Linked DNA regions of Rattus norvegicus: regions 1 and 2 are each linked to region 3. A link is a contact called in public Hi-C data. All regions are on one chromosome and are shown on one strand. The core of a region is the stretch at or near the end of the contact, and the rest is flanking DNA. Distances in the headings are between cores, read along the strand shown. Region 1 holds the start of Dnajc1 (DnaJ heat shock protein family (Hsp40) member C1). Region 2 overlaps Armc3 (armadillo repeat containing 3). Region 3 has its middle 65 kb from the start of Spag6.

Evidence for each region. Hi-C and Micro-C count contacts between places; a contact is called where the count stands out from the background.
Region 1: a contact with region 3 is called in a Hi-C map of Schwann cells, with 5 times the contacts expected there. The contact joins the promoter of Dnajc1 here to the enhancer-like site in region 3. A contact is called at or near these places in 3 of 12 Hi-C or Micro-C datasets (the A7r5 cell line, the Rat2 cell line and Schwann cells).
Region 2: a contact with region 3 is called in a Hi-C map of kidney, with 2.4 times the contacts expected there. The contact joins two enhancer-like sites. A contact is called at or near these places in 2 of 12 Hi-C or Micro-C datasets (the Rat2 cell line and kidney).

The regions. Positions count from the first base shown.
Region 1 is chr17:86,018,327-86,022,315 of GRCr8, forward strand. Dnajc1 (DnaJ heat shock protein family (Hsp40) member C1) reads right to left here and starts at 2,106. Exons shown (of 12, transcript NM_001400837.1): 1 at 1,615-2,106. The coding sequence starts at 1,857. It overlaps LOC134482756 (a long non-coding RNA gene), which reads right to left and starts at 1,608. Exons shown (of 2, transcript XR_010059278.1): 1 at 1-1,608.
Region 2 is chr17:86,800,979-86,804,581 of GRCr8, forward strand. Armc3 (armadillo repeat containing 3) reads left to right here. Exons shown (of 19, transcript NM_001287020.1): 11 at 295-544; 12 at 3,145-3,281. Among named protein-coding and RNA genes, the nearest start is that of Pimregl1, 28 kb to the left of the region's middle. Within about 2 kb of position 1,538, at least 2 of the 93 cell types and tissues checked have an H3K27ac peak or open chromatin away from gene starts, as enhancers often do. A contact at or near this core is called in kidney, where this site is marked.
Region 3 is chr17:86,324,843-86,328,719 of GRCr8, forward strand. No RefSeq gene overlaps it. Among named protein-coding and RNA genes, the nearest start is that of Spag6, 65 kb to the left of the region's middle. Within about 2 kb of position 1,344, at least 86 of the 93 cell types and tissues checked have an H3K27ac peak or open chromatin away from gene starts, as enhancers often do. A contact at or near this core is called in the A7r5 cell line, Schwann cells and kidney, where this site is marked.

The sequences.
Region 1 (3,989 bases), core at 856-3,355, 310 kb before region 3:
TCTACCAGGGATATTGGCACATGTCGCCAATTCCAGTACTCCTTGAGGTAGGTGGATGGATAGCTATGAGTTTGAGGCTAGCCTGGTCAACCTAGTAAGTTCCAGGCCAGTCAGTGCAGCACAGTGAGAAACCTTGGGTGTGGAGAGAGGAGGTAATTAACTTAAATAAAATAAAAAACAAACAAATAAATGAAAAATATTTAAAGGAATTATTTTCTGTTCTACCTAATCTAGATTTTTTTTTTTGAGTTAAAAAGTGAAATGAACCTTCTGACCATGTGTAGTGGGAAAAGCCTATAATCTCAACATCCAGGAGGAGCCTGAGGCTGGAGAATAACAGTTTAGAGGATAGGCTAAGCTACATGAAGACCCTATCTCAAAAGCCTAAGCCTAAATAAAGTCTTCAAACTTACATTCTCACTAACTATTGTTACATACACTGCATTATCATTTACTTTGGAAATGAGGCATATTTTTTCCTCTATGAGCAGGAAGTAGCACAAGGTAACACCTTACAATGACCACAAAACCACTGTACATAATATTTTTAACTCTTAAAAAATGAGAACTGTTAAGTTCAGTACCGTGGCAATTTTATACTCAATAATTTTATATGCAATCATGGAATTAAAATGCAATGAATGAAAATTAAGCTTCTGTTTAATAGTCCAATTAATTTTCTTTGAAAGTTTCCTATTTCATAACGTACAGGAAGAGGTACATTTCTTAGCTAGTTCTGTTAAATGTGTCTTTTGTTGCTGTTGTTGTTGTTGTTGTTGCTGTTGTTGTTTTAGCTCCACAACTCATATCTTGTGTGAAGGACTCAATCAGAGCTTGGGAAATTCTTTCATTTTATGATCATGAAGTTAGTGACATGTCTTCATTTTTCTGTTCATTGTTTGAGGTAGAGCCTGAACAAATCCCCTCACTCACTTTCAAGTAGAAATAAAAGAGAACAATAGATTTTACAAGTTAAAGATGCAAGTTACATCCAGAACAGAAATGAATGGAGAGGAAAGGACATATACACAATACTATACCGGGCTCCTCTTCCAACAGCACCCCAAACACCTCAAACCCTGAAAGCTTCACAGCTTCTATGAGTCCTAAGACCAAACCGGAGGAGGTTTCAAATTCTTCCAGACCTCTAACTGCAACACCAACACTAACAGCTGGCTATAACGATTACAAAATACAGTGCAAGAAAACTGCTAACAGACGCTGGGCAAAATGTATTTCTGTCTTCCCAGGAAGGACGAGGGAGGAGGCAGATGAAGTAAAAATATGTTTAAGTGGGAAGATGACAATTTGGGGTGATACATGGTTACTGTGTCACACTTAAGACTGGGTAAGTATTAAAAAAAAAAAAACGGTCTGCCTACACCTCTCTTCCTTCTTCCTTCAGCACAGCTTCAGAGGTGGGGGAAGGATGGTCTCCAGAAAGCCAAAGAAAAGGTATCAGCACTCCCAAGCTAGTTGCACGGTCCAGCCTAACACTTAGATCAGAACTTCTGAAGTTGGACCGACAGTGGACTGGGAAGAGATGGCGGTCAAGACGACTCAGCTGAGTGAGGAGGTCCCCCTCTACCCCTCCGCCGCGGCCGGCGCGCTTACCTGCTGCACCCCGAGGAACTCATAGAAGTTCAACTGCACCTCCTCCACCAAGTCGAACAACTCCAGGTCTCCGCTCTCCCAGGCGCGCACCGGCCGCACGGCCACCAGCAGAAACAGAAGCAGCGGCCACAGCGGCCGCATCGAGGACGACACCAGCCCAGGACGCCGGGGAAGTCGCGCGGGTCCGAAGCCGGGAACCCACATATTGCTGGACTCCGAGAGAGCGGTCCGCAGCCACGCCATGCGCCGGCCGAGAGAGGGGACGTGGCGGGTGGCGCGGGCAGTGGGGACGGCGCCTGTCAGTCAGGAGCGCGGGCAGCCGCCCGGAAGCGGCCAGCCAGGCTGCCGGCTCCACGGAAGCACCAATAGACGCGGAGAAGGGGGCCGGGGAGCGGAGACCAGTCGCAGCCCGCTCTCCCTCTCCGGACCCTCGCCCCGGCCTAAGAACAGCTGGAGAGCCAGCGCCGGGAGCCAGGCTGCCTTGTGGGAGAGGCTTCCCCAGGCCTCAGCCTATCCCAGGCCTCGCTTCCGGTGACATCACGTCTCCTAGCAACTGCGGGGCGGGGCCGAGGCCGGAAGTAGGAACGCCAAGCACTCTGGATTCCGGCCTGGGAGAACAGCCTTTCCACGCTGGCTGAGGGAGGTTGACAATCTCAGACCTCCAGGGCCCAGAATGCCTCCTACCTGTAGGTTTTCTTCCCTATGCCTTCTATCTTGTTTTCCTATGTATTGATATTAAAAGCATATTTCAGGGTGGATGTATTTTATTGATTAAGGCTTCTGTTCCTGTGCATGTTTTTTTCTTTTTCTTTTTTTTCGGAGCTGGGGACCGAACCCAAGGCCTTGCGTTTGCTAGGCAAGCGCCCTACCACTGAGCTAAATCCCCAACTCCCCTGTGCATGTTTTTATTTAATCAGTAAAGATAGGATAAATTGAATTAATACCTAAAAGGCACAGATACACTCCAGTGTGGTTTGGGGGGGAGCGGGCACAAAAGGGAATTTAACCAAGAAAAAAAAATTATACTTCTAAATATGAATTAAGATTTGCGGGTAATAATCCGTGCAAATAAGCAGCCTGTAATTTCCAGGAATTCTGAAGCCCTCTTCTGGCTTCTGCAGGATCCTACACACACATGATACACATAAATCAAGCAAGCAAATACGCATACATATAAATAAATTTTAAAATATTCTTTTAAATCTGAAGTTTATTTCCTTAAAGTAAAACTAATTTTGGGCCTAGTGTTAACTCCTCGATGAAGACCACTTCTTGCTCTTGCAGAGGACCTGAGCTTTGTTCCCAGTACCCACATTGAGGTGGTTCACAGCCGCCTGTAATTTAGCTCCAGGTGATCCAACACCCTCTTCTAGCTTCCACAGGCACCTGTGCATGTGTCCATACACATAGGCAGACGTGTACATATGCATAGAAATTAAGAAATCTTTTTTTTTTAAAGACCTGTCATCTTTACCAAGTCTCTCTATATTGAAGCGGATGTTTCATTATTTGATGAGTGAAATTGTCAAAAATAATATGGTTACAAAAACTTTTTACCCAACATCTATCTTTCCCATATTTGATGATGTTATTCAGTGGCATGTTATTTGAAAGTGGTGTGATCTTGCCACAACTGTAGCAGTATTAGTATGAGCTTTAGCAGATAGGACTCTGTGTTGTCCAAGAACTCCAAAGACTTACTCCATTTTCAGGGAGTGTACCACTTCCTAAGGCCAGGCTGATACAGGAGTAGAGTTTCCTCTTTCTTCAATCCAGTGCTTTTCACAGGCATTGATCTTGAGGGTTCTTCCCATCCAGTTTGAATGATGCCTCCTTCTCCGAGACAATGTTCTTACTGCAATTCAAACTTGTCATTTTTTGTGTTAACTGTTAACACAGTTGAATAAATCCTTTGTCTGGGACTAAGGGCAGTTATCTGCTGTTTTCTTCCATGGTGACGTTTACTGATCCTAGGCATGGAGTGGCTGGCTTTAGCCTGCTCTGAGGGACTTTACACAGATAAAAAGAAAGCAGTGAAATGTTTGCTTTGAATCGTAAATGGACTAAGAGTACAAAGAAGTCCCAAACTTACAACCAGCAGTCCCACAAGACACCTGCTAAGTCTTGGATATTGCTTGACGTTCAGGAGCTGGGCTCAGAGTAACACCATCTACCAATATAAGGCATGTGACGGCTATGCCGAGTGTAACTCCACTATACCTGGATAAAATACAATCCAGAAGTGGAGGGCACACCTGAGTCCCGGATCCTGAGGCTGGACGACACAAGCTTTTGATTCAGATCTTGAGGCTGGAAAGCCGCACACCTTTGATCCAGATCTTGATCTTGAGACACACCTTTAATCTGGGCCATAC
Region 2 (3,603 bases), core at 288-2,787, 480 kb after region 3:
CTTAGACTCCTCTCTGGTGACTCTAGATTGTTGACAATTAAAATCATCTTCACTGAGGATAGTAACTGACCAAACACCCAGCACTTAGAGTACTAAAACGTTTTGGTTTATTTTTCTATAACCCAAAAGGATTGCATAATTTCACTCATTTATCCCAGACTGCACTTAGATCAGTAGCATTTCCTTCTGGGCTCATTGCATGACAAACCACCCTGTTTCTAAGTGGGTTGCAAACTCCTCTGATACTGCCTTGAAATTGAGAGAATGGCATTCCTTTCTCTCTGTTGTTCACAGTGCTGCTGCAGAAGCAGATGCCATTGACCCGCTGATAAACATCCTGTCGAGCAAGCGGGATGGAGCCGTTGCCAATGCTGCCACGGTGCTGACCAACATGGCCATACAGGAGCCTCTGCGAGCTATCATCCAGAACCACGAAATAATGCGCGCACTGCTGGGCCCGCTGCACTCCACCAACACTGTGGTGCAGAGCACCGCGGCGCTCACTGTGGCTGCCACTGCCTGCGACGTGGAGTCCCGCAACGAGGTGAGGCTGAACTGGTTCAGAGTTATGCCATCTGCTCAGACCACTATCCAATCTTCGCAACTGTCTTCATTTCTGTTGACACGTCTCTTTTCTAGTGAGGCATCCAGCTAGCCACTGGGTATTTATCTACCACTACCCGTGCGGGGCACTGAGCTGGGTGTTGGTACCTTGTTGCCAAGCGACAGTGCGGTGGTCAAGCTATCCCGCGCTTGCAGAGGACCTGGGTCTGCCTAGTCCGGGACGCTACAGGAGACTGTTTTCTGCCTTCCTGTCCATACTGACTCTCCAGCGCGACCCTGCTCACACCATTGCACTCTACGTCCATGTGAATGTCCGCTCTTTCCTTACCTCCTCCATTTCTCTGAATGCAAAGGGCACCTTGCTTGTTATCTACCTGGTAAATAGTTCTTCCCACCCAAAGCCGCCTTTACCCACCTCATCTTGCGGCACATTCTCCAACCCCCCAGCTTAGCTGGAGCCCTCTTTGTGCTTCTGTTACTCGCCAGGTCTCTCCCTGTCTTCCTATTCCACATCTCAGGGTTCAAGAAGGAAAAATTATAAACGCCTCCAAACTTTTGGGAAAGGAACAGAATTTTCTGCCCTTTGTCCTTGTTGCTACTGTATGCCTGGTACATACTGTTCACTTGTGAATTATTTTCTACAGGGTCTCACTGCAGAAGCCAGTCTGGCCTCTGGCCTGGGGCTCACCATCCTCCTCCCTCTGAGAGCTGGTATTGCAGATGGGGGCCTCCATACCTGACTTTCATAATGCCCGTTTAACGTTAGCTGTTAAATGAATGAGAAAATGAATGGACGGAGGAATTAATAAGTTAGCTCTCTGCCAATAGAACACAGGGTGTTAGACTTCTATCTTGGTGATACCCAGAAATAAATGTGGTCAGAAATTTCGTCCTAAGCATGCCATGTCTCAAACGAACCAGTGCCCCTGTGTTTGCCTTGAAAATGTTTGAAAGTGAATCATTGTCCACATGGCCTTGACTTTGAACATTGCCCTTGGCACTATTTCTGGAACGTTCTTTTTATTCTCCAGACATAGAGAATGTAACATTGCTTCTCAAGCACAAGACCAACAAGCAAACTTTCAGATGGTTGCTTTGTTGTTGGAGGTCCATCCCCAGAAATGTTGAATGACGTAACTGACATAGCTCCATCCAGCTCCTTTCTTGTTCTCTTCTCCTTGTCTGTTCCCTAAGGAATCGACTTTTATTTGGTGAAGATAACAAGGCCAAGCCCTTTCCTGCAGGACTCTTCAAGCATGGCTTTGGCTCTGCTGCTGACCTGGGCCGTGCTGTGCTGTGAGGAGTGTTTGTCAGCTCAGAGGAACAGTGAGCTGTAGTCCCAGTGTGCACATGCAAGCATGGTGTGTGTGTGTGTGTGTGTGTGTGTGTGTGTGTGTGTGTATTTGTGTGTATGCCTGTGTGTAGTATGTGTGTATGTTTTGTGCATATGTGTATGTTGTGTGTGTTGTATGTGTACATTGTATGTGTATGTTTTGTGTGTGTATGTTTTGTGCATATGTGTATGTTGTATGTGTGTTGTATGTGTACATTGTATGTGTATGTTTTATGTGTGTATGTTGTGTGTGTGTATGTTGTGTGTGTATGTTGTGTGTGTGTATGTTTTGTGTGTGTGTTGTGTGTGTGTATGTTGTGTATGTATGTGTGTGTTGTGTATGTTGTGGGTATGTGTATGTTGTGTGTGTATGTTTTGTGTGTGTATGTTGTATGTGTATATGTTGTGTATGGTGTGTGTGCATGTTGTGTGTATATATGTTGTGTGTGTATGTGTGTTGTGTGTCACTTCCATTGGCCATGGCAGCTTCTCGACTAGAGACATCTGCATTCTTTGGCTTACGTCCCTTCCTCGCCTTCAAGATGGTCACAGCAGCAGCACATCCATCCCATTGTGCCCTCTGTTTCCGGCATCCTGGCTTCTTTTGTTACAATCTTTGTGAGGACACTGGGACTGCTTAGAGTATAGCACCGTCCCCTAGTGACAACGACTTCACTTTTATCACCTGTGTAAAGTCACTTTCAGCAGTAGGGGACACATTTATGTCTGTCATGACCAAGTGAAGCGTCAGTGTTCAGGTGCAGGCTGATTGAGCAGTTTCCCCCTTACTGCAGGGCGTGGGCTCCCAGCGGTGTCCCAGGGGAATTCTGAAGACATCTGCATTGACTTTCCTGGGTTTCTTAGCCCAGAATGAAAAGCTGGATTCTTACGAAGACTGGCAGACTTCCCTCTGAATTTAACAACTCTAAATTGGCTCATTCTAAAAAAGTTGAACCCTTTGTATATTCAATGAGATTTTTCTAATGTATGAATGCTGATTTTTTTTTCTATTTCCCATGCCCTGCTGAGGATGGAACCCAGGGTTCCAGGCATGGCAGGCAGCTCACCACCCATGAACCATATCAACAGGGCCACCCTGGGGTTTTGCAGTTAGGTCTTGCTCTGCACCACAGGCTGGACTTGAACTTGGAGCCTCCTGCCCCAGCGACTGAACACTGAGATTACAGATATGGGCTGCCACTCCTGTGGCTGTACTCTGAACGTGTCAGTTTTGGTTTCTGTTGCAGTTGAAGAACTGCGGCGGCCTGGAGCCCCTGATTGAGCTCCTGCACTCCAAGAACGACGAGGTCCGAAGGCACGCCAGCTGGGCTATAATGGTCTGTGCCGGTGACGAGCTGATGGCCGTTGAGCTATGCAGGCTCGGGTGAGTGCATGCGCCTTTCGTGTAGCTCAAAACCAGAGGAGAGCAACAGACCGATTAGGTGCAAGGAGCGCCCAGTAGAGCCTGCACTGTCAATGAGCCTCACACTCAGGGAGGGCCACCCTCGGGACAGAGCATCTTTCCCTACTCTGTCCACCCAAGGCGTGCACCTTGAGTCATCCACACTCCGTGTTCCCAAGTTCCTTTTCCATCTTGATAAATGGTTCTCTTCCACCTTTGCCAAGCACAGCTCAAGCCTAAAGAAGCCTGGCTGGGTCAAATCTACCATCTTTTGTCACCCTCCGCCAGACCTTCACCTGATATC
Region 3 (3,877 bases), core at 94-2,593:
TTTTGTTATGATTGTGAAATCTTTAGGAAAGTATACGTAACACCCAAACACTGCCAAAGAAAAGCTAACCTCGAGGGCAGTTTTAAGTGCTGAGATTCGATGAAAAGATGGGATCCCAGGGCATGAAAAGCAAGGATAAACAGAAAGGAAAACAGATACAAAGTGGCGCGTTAGAGAAAGTACAGCGGACTACTCAGTCGCAGCTTCCAGGCAATCCCATCAGGCCTTGGGAGTGTCCGTGGTAGAAACTGATAGACTGCACAGTGATTGTTTTCCCGCCTCTGTGAAGGTTTGTCTCCTGCTGTTCTAACTTTGCGCTGGGGCCATGGGCAGATAGAGGCACTGTCAGAGCCCCCTATAAGGAAGCAATGTGGAACCCTCACCCTCAATGGTTGGGGGTTACTTGGCAGGGAGGGACCAGGAGAGGGACCATCTGCAGAAAGGCCAGCCCTGGATACTAAACCAGAGGTGGTGGTAGGGTTGGTGGGGCTAAGAGAATCTGGGTTGTTCTTTAGACAACAAAATTGCCATATTGTCCTCCAGGCACAAACTCTTTCTATTGTTAGTACACTAACTTTTAGGGGACTCAGTTCTGAGACTGTGTGCTCTTAAAGCTCAGATTTCCTAAGCAGTAAATAATGCTCCTACCGGCGCCTACCCTAGAAAAAACTTCCCCCCAAAGTGCACACCCTACCTCTGCCAACTTTTGGGGACGTTATTTTGCTTATAGCTCGAACAGAATGAACTCCATGTACCTTCAGTCTGCAGTTCTGTGGATTGTGGCAGCTGTGATGAAACCACCAGTACTTTTGAGATATAAAGTTATTTTTAGCCTCCGGTGTACTTTCATTTTCTGGCCAGGCAAATGCTTTCCCTCTTTACAGTTTGTAAACCTCATAGTCATGGACCCGAGTTGGCCTCGGTCTTTTCTGCGATTTTCCTCATGGTATGCTTTTAGATCCGTGTGAGTTGTCACCTGTATTAACACCGAGTTAATGCTGGGCCACTTCTCGAGGGTGTGGTGTGCTTTTAGACAACTTTACCTGCATGGGCCTCATTCCGCCTCACCATCCTGACCGGAACAGCATTCCAGCTTGGGAAGGGAGCACCAAGCAACTCCTGCTTGTCAAGCCTAAGTGGACAGAGGGGACCAAGGACGTCGTGACGAGGAACAGACACTGGAAGTGGGCGCAGTCACCCTCGGACGCAATCCAGGCCCAGGGCTTCCCCGATGCTGGAGTCATCACACGGGGACACCCTGCGACCGCCTCGGACACCAAGGGCTCCAGCTGGGCGGCCGCCGGGGCACTGGAGTGCAAATGTCTGATCCCGAGGCTCACAGAAGGCAGGAGGCTGACCAATAAGCACCCCGCGCTCGGTCTACGGCTGCAGCTCCCGGAGCCGCGGGCTTATAAGTGCAGGGCTGGCCGCACTACACCGGCGTTTCCCTCCGCGCCGGCGCCGTGCTCCTCCGCGCGCGGACCGCGCTAGTCCCCGGCGGGGCGCTGGGCCCCGGGCTTGTGAGCCTCTCCGCGGGCGCCCTTCCCGCCGCTGCCACTGGGCTCTGGGAGCAGGGTGGCCGCGCCACCGCCGCGCGCTGCACGGAGCTGGCCTTGTTCTGCGCGGCGTCCGCTTGCAGGGCGTCGGGAGAAGGGGGTCGGTGCGCGTGGGGACAGAGCCCGCGGCGCCTCCGCTGCCTTCCCTCCCGGCCCCGAGGCCGACTTTCGTTTTGTGCCTGTTCACGGACTCAGCGGGCCGCTTTGTCTGTCGGCCGAGCCGCGGCCCAGCGGCCTTCCCGGGGCTGCAAGACGGAAAAAGCTGGGGCGTGGGTTTGGATTGTGCGTCACCTTCTCCTTTAGATTCGAGCCCTCGGCCGTTGTCCGCTTTAGGGTTTTGATCGTTGGGTTTTGTTGTTTTCTTGTGCTCAAAATGATCGGAAGCTCTGGCTCCCTGTACCATCATCTTGTGTCAGGAAAAAAAAAAAGGAAAGAAATAAAAAGGAAGGAAGGGGAGAAAAGGAAAGAAAGGAAAATAAACAAGTTTATTTATGAGGCCTCCTCAGATGGGGTGCACAGCCCTTGGCAGAAGCAATGTGACCAGAGAGAGCCTTGGGGCCTGGGGGTAAGGGTGGGAGACTGACCTGCGTTAGAATTAGGTTTGGGGTCCTACCTATGATTTAAGACTATCCAAAGGGAACGTGGGAAGAAGTTGGGTCTAAGAAGTCATCAGGGAAGGCATCTGTTTGCGCATACAACGGGTCAGGAATGAGAAAACAAACAAGTAATAGCAAATAAATAATACTAGCAAGGCAAGATGTGAACTCGAGTTCGGCCTTAGAGCTTCTTGTCTTGCCAATTTCCTCCCACAGCCGTGACATTTTAAACCTTTTGCTAACATTCTATAGTTTACATATTTGCTTATTGCTTTCTCTCCTTCCTGTAAGTGTATGAAAAACAAAACAAAACAAACAACAACGAAAAACAACAAACCAGGAGTTCACTGTTTCCTCTGAAACAATATACTGACAATATACTGGGAGCGTTGCAGATATTTGCTGAATCAGCAAATAAAAGGCATCACTTCAAGGTCCTGAGTTGAGGATAAACACATCACAGGACACAAGGAAAACTGTTCTCAACTCGCATTTATTTATTTATTTATTTATTTATTTATTTATTTATTTATTTAGACTCAAGAACTCATAAGGAATAGCTAAGAGGAAGCCAGATTGCCATTTCATTTTTCAGAGGAAAAAAAAGAGTTCTCTCCTCTGTGCTGCCTTCCTTTCTAGGGACTGGTACTGTGATGTGAATTCACCTAACGTGTATAAGGAAAATGAAAGTCCACATTGTTCTTCAATTACAGATCTCCAGTCACAGATCCCCGCCCCGCCCCCCTCCCAGTATGTGTAAATGTCATAGCATTCATGGCCCGCTGCTGCGGGACTTTGAAGAGTGCCCAGATGGAATTATACACTATTAAAGACACACCTGGACGGTGCTTCGGATGAAAACTGGATGAACCTCCTTTAGCTTAGAGGAAAATGACCTGGAGTACTGAAATGGGACCGCAGAATCTCAGAATAGCCAGCTATCCCCCCAAGGAGTTTTCCTGGATCAATTTGTATTTCTCTGGAAGTTTTGGTTAGGAAAAGTCTGCGCCTTGGCTGGACAGACTTGTAAGTCTGGTCACAGTAGAGGTGGGGAAGCTCTTCATAAGAAATAAGTTTAAGATTCCATGGATTAATGTTACAGTCATTCTGGCAATTATGGCATCCTAGTACGGAACCCTGGAGACATCTTTTGAGGTCATGCTTTCAAGGGTGTTTAACTAGTGAACTATTTAACCAGTGAACATCCAACAGTGTCAGGCACTGGTACAGGTGCCAGGTACAGCAGTGAACAGACAAAAGTGTCCCTGCTCTCCGACAGTCTTCCACTATCCCTGTGCCTTTCCCCTGTTTTAATCATTAATGTGTCATCAGCCTTCTTTACCACCTGGACCTCTTCACTAGTTTTTTTTTTCCTATTTCCTGTCCTTCAACTCATTCAGAATAAAAATATATGAAATAAAATGTGACGAAATAAAACTTAAAGAAAAATAGCCATTTAAGAAGCCAACTGTTAGCAAATAATTACTTTTTCAAGCTTTCTTTTTTATAAAGTCCTTTTCTCCTTGTTTTTTCCCAGTGGTTGTTGTGTGAATGAAAATAATTATTATCTAGTCTACTTCTACTCTTCTGCAAGAATGGTTTTTTTTTTCCACCTAAACTTGGATCACAGTCAACTTTATACAATTCACCACAAACATAATGCAGAGAACAGCAACATGTAGCATGTAAAAATAGATGCCCTTAAGATTGATTTTATTTCCTTCT